2 separate regions of the Mus musculus genome follow, and region 1 is linked to region 2. A link is a contact called in public HiChIP or PLAC-seq data. All regions are on one chromosome and are shown on one strand. The core of a region is the stretch at or near the end of the contact, and the rest is flanking DNA. Distances in the headings are between cores, read along the strand shown. Region 1 overlaps 5430427O19Rik (RIKEN cDNA 5430427O19 gene). Region 2 overlaps Gk (glycerol kinase).

Region 1 (6,843 bases), core at 2,075-4,574, 160 kb after region 2:
TGAACTCACAGAGATCTGCTTGCCTCTGCCTCCCGAGTGCTGGGATTAAAGGCATGTGCCACCACTGCCCTGCCACTTCCTTTTGAATTTGTTAGGTATGTTGGATATTAGTGCCCCCTGGAGGGGATTGCTGGCAACAGTTTGAGAGATAGAAACACACACACACACACACACACACACACACACACACACACACACACACTTATGCCTATTCTGTTCTCTTACTTGGAATCTTTGCTTCTTTATCTCAAAGTTGGGTTCATAGCTTCCTATGTAGGAAGTACTCTTTGTCAGTCAAAGTTTAATCCCATCACAATGTTGCAGGTGATGAAGCTAAGGAACTTTCAAAGGGACCAGATTGAGACCTTTACCCTGTATTTTCAGGTCTTCGTCACCATCAAAGAAAGAATTGGGAGACAGGATAAGATAAGGAATTGAAAACAAATATGCTTATGGGGCGAGTGCAGGCTTCTCAAGCTGAAGGAATCGTGGAATTTCATTCATTTATTTATTTATTTATTTATTTATTTATTTATTTATGTCTTTGAGCCACGACATCTTTCTGTAACCCAGGTTGTCCTGGTAACCAGTTGTCTTTACCTCACAGCACTTTTACTGCTAGGGATCTGGACTCAGGTTCTTGTGCAGTTGTGTCAAATTAATTCATTTCCCCAGCCCATGGAGGTATCTATAGCAATGATAATATAAAATATATTGATAATATAATGAGAATGATAGAGCAACAGTTAGTTAGTGGTTATCTTGGTAGATTATGTTTATCCAAACTGTGTTTTGAGGTAAACACATGTTTATTCCATTCTTTTTTTTTCCCACTGTCAGAATGGTGACATGTTGTTCTGTTGTAGTAAAGGTCTACAGTTGCATCAGCCCTTAACAACTGTGCAGTTTGCCTTTTTTATTCCTTTGCCTATCAGGTTTATCTCAGTGGCTTCCTCCACCCAGGTTTTACCTCTGAGTTCCAGGATGCTCATATGTAGAACTAGAAGATCAGTTAGGAACGGGCATATGTAGAGAATAGCTTTGATTTCACCAGGTCATCACACACATATCCTTGGCAATGTCTTCATGTGGCCCCTGGTTAGTGCTCTTTGTAGTTCTGTCTGCAATATTTCTATCCTAACTGTAGGCATCTTTCAGGTACACGGGCTTTCAATATCTTTTCAGTTTGTAAGGAGACTTGATAAGGTAGCCTCAGGACTGCATGCCTATCTGAACCATGTGCCTGTCTGATTTGCATCTTGTTAGGCATGAGAGAATTTCTGAGAGTTCCTGTTTCCTCACTCTCTCCATGGGAACTAGGGTATGGAGAGCAAAGGAAATCCTGAGTAAGTGAAGTTCTGCCTGAGTGAGCATGTGTTGTTGGCATGGGCACAGCCAACTCAAAGACCCTAACCTTAGGACCAGAAGAAAATGGCAAAGCCTTCTTTGGATGTCCAAGTGTGGGCATTGGTAGTGTGTGCAGGAAATGTCTACCATAGCTTTCTTCCTTCAGATATTTACAGCCTGAAGGCTTTTACCTTATAGAGGCTGTTCCTACTAGGATTAGCTAAATCTGTTTCCTTCTTTCAGTTACATGCCATAACACCACTTTCTTCTTTATCTGTACGGAATCACCCATCCTCCTTGTTCAGCCATATGCATTAATGCCAAATCTCTGTTCAACTCTATGTAATTGTCCTAGCTAGGGTTTCTATTGCTGTGACAAAACCCCATGACTGAAAAGCAAGTTGGGGAGGAAAGGGTTTATTCAGCTTACATGTTTGCATTGCTGTTCATTACAGAAGAAAGTCAAGACGGGAACTCAAACAAGGAAGGATCCCGGAGGAAGGAGCTAATGCAGAGGCCATGGAGGAATGTTGCTTTCTGGCTTGCTCCTCATGGCTTGCTCACCTTGCTTTCTTGTAGAACCCAGGACCACCATTCCAGGGATGGCACCACCCAAAATGCACTGGGCCCTCCCTCATCAATAACTAATTAAGAAAATTCCTTAAAGCAAATCTTATGGAGACATTTACACAACGGAGTCTCTCTCTATTCAGCTAACTCTAGCCTGCATGTCAAGTTGACACAAGACCAGCCAGCACAACAAAAAAACACGCTGAGCTCCTGGGGTGCTGTGGTTTTTCTATTAGAAAACCTCATCCACCTGACTTCAGTTTTTCTATTTGTGTTTCTCTGTGTGTTTGTCTTTTCCCTATACACTCTAGTCAGGTCCATCGCAGGAGCCTTTCTGGACAGGGCAGTTGGCTACTGACTTCATAATGCTGACCCCAAAATATTACGCCCTAAGCTTTTAATGCTTTTGATGTTAGATTATGAAGTTCGAAATCTCAAGTTATAGTATCTCAAAAATCATTCTTTTATTATTAGTACACTCACCTCTCTCTTTCCTTTTGATTTATATGAGACATGATTGGGCATAGGCTCCAGATCCTTCTGCCTCGACTTCCTAAGATCATGGATGCATAGCTCCATGCTTGACATTTAGTTTCTGTTTGCCTGTGTGTTTTGAAACAGGATCTCACTGTCAACTTTTGTTTTTTATTAGTTTTTTAGACTCTCTCTACGTGGTCCCAGCAAATCTCTGCCAAGATTCTCTAAAATTTATATAGTAATTCCAAAGTCAACAGTGAACTTTTGCCGTGATTCGCAGTGATATTGAGCCTGTAAGGAGAGTGGCTTGCTGCAGCCTGGTGGGGACGGGTTAGGGAAGTTACTTTCTCACTATTAGAGCTTCTATGGTCATCTTTGTTGGCTGGCTAGTTATTCTTTCATGTGTTTAAACTTTATCTTTTCATCTGGAAACTAGTTTTATTGAGGTTAGAACTGTACTTTGAAAGTATTTCTTTAAGGTTGACATCATATTTTCCTTTTTGTCCTTATACTAAGAATACAAGCATGATTCACAGATTAGTTGAAAACTTAGCTTTGTACCTTTCTGTTGCATATTAACTTTGCCTACATTTAAGCAACTGGTGAATCTGATTAATATACTTTGGAAATAATTCCAAAAAATACAGATACTTATACATTATCTTTGTACAATTTTTAAAAGGAACATTCTAGTTACTTGGAAAACATGCATATAAAAGAAGGGCTGAAACTTAAAAACCATAACGTTGTGTACCTTTAACAATGATACTTCTTTTGACTTTTCATCTTCAGTGTCAAATCGACAGGTCTGTTTCAGTAGCCCAGCCCTTGTGATCAAAGACAACCAGCTCTCCTCACTGTCGCCCATTGCTCAAATTCCAGGAATGCCACTGTGTTCCTTTTTTTAGAAAATGCAGCTGCTGGTTTCTGGCTTGTTCTCTCCACCCCAGACTTCAATGACAACTGTTAAAGACGTGGAAGGGGGAGGGAAGGTGTGGGACGTCTTACTGTCAGGAAAGAATTTTAATAACTAGGGTAGAGGTAAACTTGTCAGTTGAGTGTAGACATTTCTAGGATATATTCTGTGATGTGAGAGGAATACAAAGAAAAATCCAACATAGCCTTAAAAGGTAGGGGGAAACATTGGTCTTTCATAATTTATCACTTATAAATTAGTTTCAGAACTCTTATCAATCATTTCATCAACGTACCAAACACTTTTAGAATCCCTCCTATATCCTGATTGCTGTCTAGACCCCAGGAAAGAAATTTTTAAAATTGAGCAACATTACAGTTCTTGTTTCAGTAGAATTTGCCACATATTTCTTCAGTCTTTTCTCATAACATACTAGCCATGTGGCTCTCCAGCTAGCAATGTCTCCACTCCCGGCACCCCTCCGGGCACAACATAATTCTCTTGTCCAATTCTTACAGCCCTTTGTAGTCATATTCCATGCTATTGTACCAGCCCCATTTCTTCTCAGCTTTTATTTTGTAGTGAATAGTCCATGCCACAGCGTCTTCTTATAATTTTAAGTCAGTAGCCCCAACTTCTGTTTACCCTTTATGCTTTCGCTTCACTGCCACATGCCTTAAGCCACATCTTGTGAGTCTTTCTTTTATGCCCTTTTCTTTATGCTACCTTTGTGCCTACCACTGTTATAATCCTCAGTATTATAATATTGGGATTATTTGTATCCAGTTTATTTTCTTCCATAAGAGAAGGATGGTCCTTTCATCTTTGTATCTCTAGCATATAACATAGGTGTGGTATACATTAAGTATATAGTGAGTGAATGAATTAATTTATCTTTCATTTTTCATATAGCAACTGTAAATTAATTTTTTCTAGCCTTCTTTCCTCCCACTATTTCTCATGAATTCTCTTTTCAGAATGCTATCAGAAGGATATCTCAGTGGACTTACCTACTGGAATGACATTCATTGGAATTGTGCATCTTATAATGAACCGGTGGCTGGGGACCAAGGCAAAGAGACAAGTTCTGTTGCTGCTCTTTCATATTCCTCTGTGGATGAAACACAAGTTCAAAGTCTTTATGTGAGCTGCAAATCCTCTGGGAAGTTTATTTCATCAGTGCATGCAAGGGCGAGTCAGCACAGCAGAAGCCAGAGCAGAACAGTGCTGCAGGCAAACAGCAACCCTGTATTTGAAAGTCCAACTTTAGCTGCAGTTGGTATATGCAGAGATGTGATCAGGGAGACCTACTTGGTTCCACCTTCTTGTAAAAGTATTTGCAAAAATTACAACGACTTACATATTGCAGGGGGACAGGTGATGGCCATTAACTCAGTAATGGCAAATTTCCCCTCTGAGAGCAGCTTTGAAGATGGTCCTTTGCTAAAGTCATCTGAGATTTCTTTGTCCATGGAGGATTCCACTTCCACTCAGCTCACTGAACTTCCCCTCAAACCTATCCAGCGGTACTCATCCTACTGGAGGATAACCAGCATCAAAGAGAAAAGCAGCCTGCAAATGCAGAAGCCTATTTCAAATGCAGTGCTCAATGAGTACCTGGAGCAGAAGGTGGTGGAATTGTATAAGCAATATATTATGGACACTGTGTTTCATGACAGTTCTCCTACCCAGATTCTGGCATCAGAATTCATCATGACGAATGTAGATCAAATTAGTCTTCAAGTGTCTAAAGAGAAGAACCTGGACACTTCAAAAGTCAAGGACATAGTTATTAGCCACCTGTTGCAGTTGGTATCATCTGAGATCAGCACCCCTAGTCTTCATATTTCTCAGTATAGCAATATAACTCCATAGAGAAGGCTCCTGTCAATTCCCCTTATTCCTATGAATCCCAAGGCACTATTGTATTAATTTGATCAGAGGATGTGATGGAGGGAATTCTGGAAGGGAATTAACAACTAGTAAAGGACACTTTGAGAAATCACATATGGAAAGGAACAGGAAGAGGAACCAAAAGAATGGTTTCAAGGACAAGTTTATACAGAATCAGAGCAAAATTAAAAATGATCACAGAGAGAAGGAAGGTACTGTGATTCAATTTTAGGAGTTCTGAAACTGGAAGTTAAGCCAAATCAGGAACAAAAGGAAACACTATGGCAAACTAGAAAGTCGATGGATTTGAGAATTGGGAATTAAACACCTGTTTCCTATTTAGATACATTTATCTAGGTTGTTTCTTCTGGAAAGAAATGGACTACAAGATGGTTGTTAAATTCAGGTGGACTGACATTTTTCCAAGTATAAGCTTGTATTTCTTTTCCTCTGTGCTATATCAGTAAGTCATGTAGATATACTCTTTATAAATATTAAATGAATGACAAACAAATCTCAGTTGTTTAAACATTTTTTTTTTTTGCAACAAGGCTCTATTAGCTCAGGCTGGTTTTACAATCCTTACATAGCCGATGATCTTGAATTCCTTATTCTCTTGCTTCTATCCCACAAGTGCTGGTATTATAGGTATGTATCATCAAATCTGGATGTGTTTTTATTTGAAATGAAAAGGTTCAGCCACAAGACTATGACTTAAATCTCCTAATTCTATTTAGTGATAGAGATAGCAGTGTTTCAACGGAAAACCTCCTATTGTGAACATTGAAGCATTTTATTTCACTGAGTGTGATTTTCATGGTGCTATGAGGTTCAAAAGGATTATGAATACTTTGCCCCCCATTTCCCTTTTTCATGTGTTCTTCTGACCTGGAGCCAGAAAAGGGTCTTCTGATTGTTCTATACAAGACCAAGGACTCCATAATTTCAATTTCTGTATATTTGTTTACTAAAACAGTAGCTTTACATGTGTATTACTGTCTTGATCTTTTATTCAGCTCAGGACTTAGAAAACTATGAGCCTTTGGTCAAATCTAACTTTATGATAGCTTTGGACTCTCGTGAGCTAAGGATAGGTTTTCCTTTTCTCTTTTCTTTTTTCCCTTTCTTTTCCTTTTTTCCTTTTCTTTTTCTTGAGGGAGGGCCTCTTTATTGTATAGCTCCAGCTGTCTGGAACTCCCTATGTAGACCAGGCTGGTGTCTAACACACAGAGATTTGTCTGCCTGTGCTTCCCACATGCTAGGAGGATTAAGGGCATGTGCCATTATATCACACTTGGCATGTTTTATTATTTTTAATTTTAATATATTTTAAAAGCCCAAAAGCTTAAGTTAAAAATACTTTAGAGCATATGAAAATTATATGAAATTTAAAATTGAAATTCAGTGTATATAAACTAGACTTTATTTGTTTATTTATTTATTTATTTATTTATTGGCAGTGCTGGTGATGGAATTCAAGGCCTTATTCATGACAGGCAAGTTCTATAACATATTCCATGCTGCCTACTAAATTTTATTTGTTTGTTTATATTTTATATAGTTTGTAGTTGCTTTTACATAAGAATGGTCGAACAGACATGACGGAGAACATATGACACAACAAAGCTTAATATTTCTTT
Region 2 (7,494 bases), core at 3,267-5,766:
TTGGATATTAGCCCAGAAACTTAGAATACCCAAGACATAAGATACATTTTTTGAAACACATGAAGCTCGGGAAGAACAAAGACCAAGGTGTGGATACTTTGCCCCTTCTTAGAATTGGGAGCAAGGCACCCAAGAAGGGAGCTACAGAGACAGAGTTTGGAGCTGAGACAAAAGGATGCGCCATCTAGAGACTGCCATACCCGGGGATCCATCCCATAATCAGCCTCCAAACGCTGACACCATTGCATACACTAGCTAGATTTTGCTGAAAGGACCCTGATATAGCTGTCTCTTGTGAGACTATGCCGGGGCCTAGCAAACACAGAAGTGGATGCCCACAGTCAGCTATTGGATGGATCACAGGGCCCCCAATGGAGGAGGGAGAGAGAGAGCACCGAAGGAGCTAAAGGGATCAGCATCCCTATAGGTGGAACAACAATATGAACTAACCAGTACCTGTAGAGCTCATGTCTCTAGCTGCATATGTATAGGAAGATGGCCTGGTCGGCCATCCGTGGAAAGAGAGGCCCATTGGTCTTGCAGACTTTAGATGCCTTAGTATAGGGGAACTCCAGGGCGAAGAGGTGGGAGTGGGTGGGTGGGAGAGTGGGTGGGGGAGGGTGTGGGGGACTTGTGGGATAGCATTGGAAATGTTAATGAAATAAATACCCAATAATAAAAAGAAAAAGAAAAAAAGAAGCTGGACAAAAATCTAATCCATACTACTCTCAAATCAGCAGGAGAATGAAGGAAGTCTCAAAACCCTGGCTGTGGAGGTTAACAGCTTCAAGTCCTTCCCTTGGCAGGCAGAGTCAGGAGGCCTTTCTATGCTATACAGGGATATCTTAGCTCAAGAATCAAAAACAAACACACAAAAAAAAGGAATGGGGACGAGAAGGGTAAAGATAGGCAGCTGTAGTTTTAGTTTTTAAAGAGGGCAGAAAGCAAAGCTGTAATAGTTTTGATTCCTATGCCTACCAACAATCTGTCAAAGTAAAGGCATTAAGACTATACGGGTTGAAAACTGACAAAAAGAATTAGTACAAATTTACCAAGTTCTATCAATCTGATATTATTCCTATTTTTAGTTTGTTTTGATTTCTTAAAATGTTTTTAAGATACTGTCAAAACATTTCAGTAAAGATATAAAGGGGGAATCCTATCTACTGATGTATTAAAAATCTGGCTTTCCTGGGGGGTGTGCATGTGCATATTATGGCAAATAAAAATACTTTGGATAATAGCAGAATGGCCCGTATAACTATTATCTTGGAGGGGGGGTAATGGCCTAGATCAGATGAACTGTGCAGTTTTGTACAAATACACAATGGAACAAGCTTGGCTTGAGAAAGAAAATTTTAGCATATGCTCTAAGGACCAACAGTATAAAGAAGTTATTTAACTAAATTAAATATATTTTCAGGCCAGAATAGCAGAGCAATGTTTATGGTAAGAGAAACACAAATCACACTGTTGAGTACATGGAGAATATCCTTTTCTCTCTAGAAAGATGGGTGACTTGGAATGAAAGTTCAAAATGACCAAGCATATGAGTGAGGCCAGTTCACCCAGGCAGTTTAAACTGGATGAGGACAATTCAGACAAACTGAAAGCTGCCTCCTAGTATTTGGAGATATAACAGATGGCCTAGATCCATTTCTAGGGATGCTACTAAGAAACAATTTATAAGTAAGTGTGGTGGTAATGTCTATAATCCCATCATTCAGGAAGGAAAGTCAGGAGGGAGAGAAGTTATTCATCGTTAGCTATACAGCACATTTTAGACCTGCATGAGATACACAAGACCCTGTTTCAAATTTTTAAAAAAAGACTCAGAATTTCTATCTTGAATACATGTTTGAAGGGAGGCTCTTACTGAAAAGGAGACAAGAGAAATTTTTCATATTGGGTGACACTGGAAGTAAGGTAGGTGACCCTGCCCTAGAGGCCTTTCCCCCCACATCTAAAATACCTAAAATTCTGTTTCTCATGCAAGGTCAAACAAAGCATATTACTAGTACTACAGATGCTGCTACAATTACTGGTAACCCCCCAAAACATCCCTCTTTTTATATGAGCAATGCCATCCTGAGTGGTCTCCAAATTGGGGACTAAAGGAGAAAAGGAGTTCATGGTATTTCTGAGAAGTGTTAAAATAACTTTAATATACAGATGCCTTTGTGTAAAGAAAAGGAGTTGAGATTGTTGTGGATATAGTTTAGTCATAGGGCATTTGCCTAGCAGGTTCAAGGCCCTAGGCTCAACCATCAGTGCTATGAAGTAAGGGGCACAGTTTGGGAAGAGAGACTGCAATGCTTATAGCAAGGGGTAGAGAAACTGGACTAATGTTTATCACGCTGTAGACCTAACAGTGGAGAAAATGTTTTAATTATGACTAGCAGTCAAAGCCCTTGACTAAATTATCATCATTCTAAGAAATGAGCCCCAGTAAGTTACCAGGCCATCCTTCCACTATTAGGTGCACAGTGATAGAGGCCTCCTAGATGCTATGGATCCAAACAATCCATTTAAAAAGATCCAGAATTCACTGTATACACACAACCCCAAGACACATGCCTGTTTTTACAAGAAATATTGCTTCTGTGACTCTACATGAACATTTTGCTCTTTCTTTCTTTCTTTTTGCGGTGCTGGAGCCTGATTCTAGGATTCAGCTAGCGCCTTGAGGATATTAGGCAAAGTACTCTATCACTGAGCTCTGTGCCAACTCTTTTAATGGCTCTGTACAAACCTACCTTGTACTACAGCTTTAGACCAATGAGGTCCTGTTACAATTTGTAAATGTATCTGAAACAGATGCTTCTCAGGATAAATGGGACAAGTCAGCTCTCTTTGTTTCCCACATCCATATATAACACAATACTAATGGAGACATAAGTGAAGAAGAGTTGCTCTGCCTTTCTGTGCCCAGTGATTCCACTATGGAACCCTGGGGCTTAGTTTTAGTCACTAACAGAAATTTTTAAGCTGACAGAAGCACTAATGTCTGACAATCTCATCATTAGACATTAAGGATAGAAAATTTTAGGTTTATAGGACAGGTAAATAATATACCCAAGGTGACATCAGTTGGTACCCACAACGGAGGAGATTACTATCTTGTCTCATGGGAGCCTTGACCCCTAGTTTAACCCAAGGTTCTCTCTACCCAATCAAAGTCCAAAATACTTGGCTATTTTTTGAGTACTATATATTAAAATGTGTGAGAAAAGATGTTAGAAACCATGGTAATTGTTCCAGGTGTGGTTGCTTATGGAATTGCAGAGGGAGAAGAATTGCCATAAGTTTAAGGCCAATTTGAAAGACAATACAGAGCTCTTGACCAGCCAAGGATACAAGATCCTGTCTCAAAATAACACCTCTCCCCATAGAATGCATGGTCATTTTCATGAACTTTGTTTGAATGTATGTTATAACATGTCCTGATTGAAAAGAACTTACTTCCAACGCATAATACACAGGTTTGTCTCTGCCAAGTTTATATGCTACGGTTGTCAGGAGGCCATGTTCAGAAAATACACACTGTAGGAAAGAAAAACAAAGATTTTTAGTGTGGAAAAGTGTAAAGGATAGTATAAAGACTTTTTTGTTGCTATTTTTGACACAAAGTTTTACTGTGTTAAACTGGTTAGCCTAGAACTCACTAGACTAAGCTGGCCTTGAACTCACATTAATCTGCCCACCTCTGTCTCCCAAATTCTGGGATTAAAGGCATGTGCCACCATGCCTGGCTAAAATAGATGTTTATTCATAATAATTCTATCAATAAAATAATGATTAAAAGTAAGTGAATCATTGGTAATAAGAACACACTCAGACTCGTCATTCTTTGTTTCAAACTGGATTTTCATGAAAAATCTGACATGGTACTAAGTCTATATTTTCCATTAACATGATCAAAAGAACACATACGGAATTTAAAAAAGCATAGAAGGCCTTTTATTAGAATCACTCAAATTTTATGATTTTTCTATCTTTTCAACTGAACCAAGTTAAACCAAGATAAAGAATAAGTAAAAGATGAAGGCCCCAAAAGCAAATTAATAATGAATTATATTCAAGTATTATATATAAGCATGTAAAGAAGACTTCCATCAATCTGAATTCAAAAGAAACACCAACCTTATGGCCCGTGTTGCACAATAAGAAGCACCCTGTTCCATACCTATAGGTAGAGGCAGAAAGAGCAGCTTGACAACTTTATCAAAAGCAAATAGCAAAACCTTAGTTCTACAAATGATCAGAACTGACATTTTACTTAGTGCAACTAAAGTCAATTCCTGAAAAGTACTGAAAGCTAACAAACATCACACACTAAATCCTCTTTCAGAATATTTAAAAAGTAAGTCTAGGAGGAAATGCTGAGAGCAATTTGTGGGGAAAATGCAGGTATAGAATTTAGCACTAAAGTCAGTCATCGGCCAAGGCTGTGTTTATAAAATATGACTAGAGAAGCACCATGACTAATAGCCATTCACCAATAGAGTTGGCTAGCTTAGCTCTGTCACTAATAATAGCTGTCGACTGAGAAACACCACTAGGTTCTGGCAGGGTGATAGGCAGAACATGGAATAGCAGAAAGGTAGCTCGAAAGCTAAGACAAAAGTGACATATAAGGGAAACGCTATTTAAGGCTCACTGACCTCATTCTCTCTGCAGGGTCATATATGCCAACAGTGGTGGGATAATCAAAATCAGAACTCAGCACAGTTGATATGAAAGAACTGAATTTCACGGCAGTCTTATCAGCATAAGCTTTGGACACAGCCCCAAGCCTAGCACTTGAACAATGAATAGTTTTGACTTGTGTATGGAAGATCAGTTACTAACTCCAACTGATACTAGCAAGGGTCACAGAGAAACAGTTTTAAAGTGGGCAGGGATAACAAGGCTGCTCCAGCCACAATTAACTCTGCCTGTGGTAGTTTAAATAGGAATCGCCCACTCCCCGCAACCCCCGGGGCCAATAGACTCATATGTTTGAATGCATGGTCACAAGGAGTGGCACTATTAGGAGGTGTGGCCTTATTAGAGGAAATGTGTTGCTGGAGGTGGGCTTTGAGGTTTCAGAAGCTCAAACCAAGCCCAGTGGCTCATTCTCTGTTCCTGTTGCCTACAGATCCAGATATAGAATTCTCAGCTCCTTCGCCAGTGCCATGTCTGCCTGTGTGCCACCATGCTTCCCAACATGACAATAACGGTCTAAACCTCTGAAACTATAAGACGGCTTCAATTAAATATTTTTTTTATTAAGAGTTGGTATGGTCTTGGTGCCTCTCCACAGCAATAGAAACTCTAAGTAAGGCACCGCCTGAGCCTAGAAACCCTGCTCCACAAGTCTTGCTCCTATGCCTTGTACAACCATGGTGTTAAGTGTGTTGGTGACATTCTAATAGTGCCTCATCTCCATGCTGGCAGAAAGATGATGGAAGAATCTATTACTGTTATCCTATTGGCTACATTGTTCTTGGGCAAGAAACATAAGCCAAATGCATTTTTCCCTGATAAATGTTTTCTTCATATAACATTATTATGAGTAAGGTTTATCTCAAAATATTCCATTTCTTTCTCAGTGGATTTTTGGCTTGCTAAATGAACAGGTGACACACCCAAGAGGTATGGGATTACTGAATACTTACGTTTGTAGAAACACTTGTCAAACACACTAAGTCCAGGCAATGCATTTACAAATTAAAGCACATGAGTTACAGTACTCTTTCCTGCCCCATCACTTATTATCTCTCCAAGCTTTTCTTTTTTTTAATGAAGCTGAGCTGGGATTTTATTAAAAGTACAAAGAAAGGCACTCAAGAAGAAAATAAAACCATGCCTGAGAGTATGGATGTAGGGCTTTTCACAGAAGAGTTGTAGTTTACTGAAATACATTTTCAACGCACATTTTATGCTTTTTTTTTTATTAGATTGTATTGACCTGGTTGACCTGGAACTTGTTATGTTGACTAGGCTGGCTTTGGAACTCTGAAACTATAAACTCGCCCCAGGAAAATGTTTTCTTTTCATAAGAGTTGTCCTGGTCACAGTGTCTCTTCACAGCAACAAAACCCTAGGACACTCCCTAATCTTGGATTTCCTGCCCGACAGGTCTTGCTCCTATACTAGACCTTCCTGCCTCTGCCTCTGGAGTGCTAGGTAGGATTAAAGACCTGTGACAACACAGCTGACAACAGGGGCTGGAGAGATAGCTCAGCAGTTAAGAGTACTTGTTGCGATTTCTTGGAGGATGAGGTTTCTATTCCCAGAACCCACAACCACTTATAACTCCACTTCCAGCTTAGTGGATGCTCTCCTTTGACTTCCATGTATACCAAGCACATGTATTGTGCAAACATACATGTGGGCAAAACACATACAACCACTTATGCTTAACTCACTTCGCATGTCCTTGTGTATATAATACATAACTTTACAGTACCACAAACATAGACGTTTTCCTTACACCAAGCAATCCTAACCCTCTGTCTGTCCCTGGGTCTAGACCTTACAACTAATTCTCCCTTGGCTCTCTGCAGTGCCCTATGTGAAGCCCTGTAGCCTCGCTTTCTGTCCTCATCCTTGGAGTCTGTAGTATTAGAGCATAATGGCTCATACCACAGGTTCCTGTCCTCTAGATTTTCCTTGCGCTGACCCAAGACTGTCATCATATTAACTGACAACTCCAGCCACACCTAAGCAGCAGCTCATAAATGTTCACAAGTTATCCATTACCTATCAAGTAGAAAAGAAGAAAAGGAAAAAAACAAACAGACAAAGGTCTTGGCCTGGAATTTACAGCTTTACACAATGTTTATGGTGTGAATGAAATATCCCGTATTGGCTCACGATCGGAACATTTGCTCTCCAGCTACTGGGGCTCTTTTGGGATGTTGTGGATGCTTTGGGAGATGAGGCCTAGCTGGAGGATGTATGCCACTGGATGTGTGCCTTTGACGGTTATTCTAAGTCCTCAATCTACTCTCCTCTGATCCTTCCTCCTGCCTGCCAGGATGGGGATTTCGCCAAGACATGTTCCTGCCACTATATTGTTCCTCTAAATACCACCAACCCTGACAGCTCTGTTTTTTTTTTTGTTTTTTTTTGTTTTGTTTTTTTTTTTTAATGCTGAGTACCTCAGGCTGATATAGAACTCACCACTTAGCACAAACTATCTGCCAAGTGCCTGGAATACAAGCCAGAGCCCCTGGTCTCATGTTGTCTTATTTTCAACCATTTTCCTATCCTAATGTTCCCTTCATTCTCTATACTAAATCTTCCTAGTTGTATCCTTATTAAGTGTCTGTTGCACTCTCCAGCACTGCTCATTCTAGAAAACATCATGGTTTTTTTTTTTTTTTTTATACTGTGGGAATCAAGTCTAGGGTGATTTTTCTGGACTTACTTCAAAAGCCCATGACATTTATTGCAATGTTTCTTATGTCATAGGTACTCAAATAATTATTACCTAACTTCAATTAA

Evidence for each region. HiChIP or PLAC-seq counts read pairs in DNA pulled down with a chosen protein or histone mark.
Region 1: an H3K27ac HiChIP or PLAC-seq map of heart atrium shows a contact between it and region 2, with 5 times the contacts expected there. The contact joins two enhancer-like sites. A contact is called at or near these places in 4 of 39 promoter capture datasets (the C10 cell line, hippocampal neurons, macrophages and 1 more), 3 of 15 datasets of contacts at CTCF or cohesin (CD8 T cells, embryonic stem cells and pro-B cells), 24 of 484 Hi-C or Micro-C datasets (B cells, CD8 T cells, the G1E-ER4 cell line and 14 more), 9 of 115 datasets of contacts at active chromatin or transcription factors (the 230-238 cell line, CD8 T cells, DN3 thymocytes and 5 more) and 2 of 9 other capture datasets (adipose tissue and liver).

Annotation. Positions count from the first base shown.
Region 1 is chrX:85,883,542-85,890,384 of GRCm38.p6, forward strand. 5430427O19Rik (RIKEN cDNA 5430427O19 gene) reads left to right here. Exons shown (of 2, transcript NM_001163539.1): 2 at 4,288-6,843. The coding sequence starts at 4,289. The coding sequence ends at 5,185. Among named protein-coding and RNA genes, the nearest start is that of 5430427O19Rik, 17 kb to the left of the region's middle. Within about 2 kb of position 3,325, at least 9 of the 459 cell types and tissues checked have an H3K27ac peak or open chromatin away from gene starts, as enhancers often do. A contact at or near this core is called in heart atrium, where this site is marked.
Region 2 is chrX:85,726,740-85,734,233 of GRCm38.p6, forward strand. It overlaps Gk (glycerol kinase), which reads right to left. Exons shown (of 21, transcript NM_001294140.1): 12 at 4,144-4,186; 13 at 3,463-3,543. Among named protein-coding and RNA genes, the nearest start is that of Gk, 46 kb to the right of the region's middle. Within about 2 kb of position 4,517, at least 3 of the 459 cell types and tissues checked have an H3K27ac peak or open chromatin away from gene starts, as enhancers often do. A contact at or near this core is called in heart atrium, where this site is marked.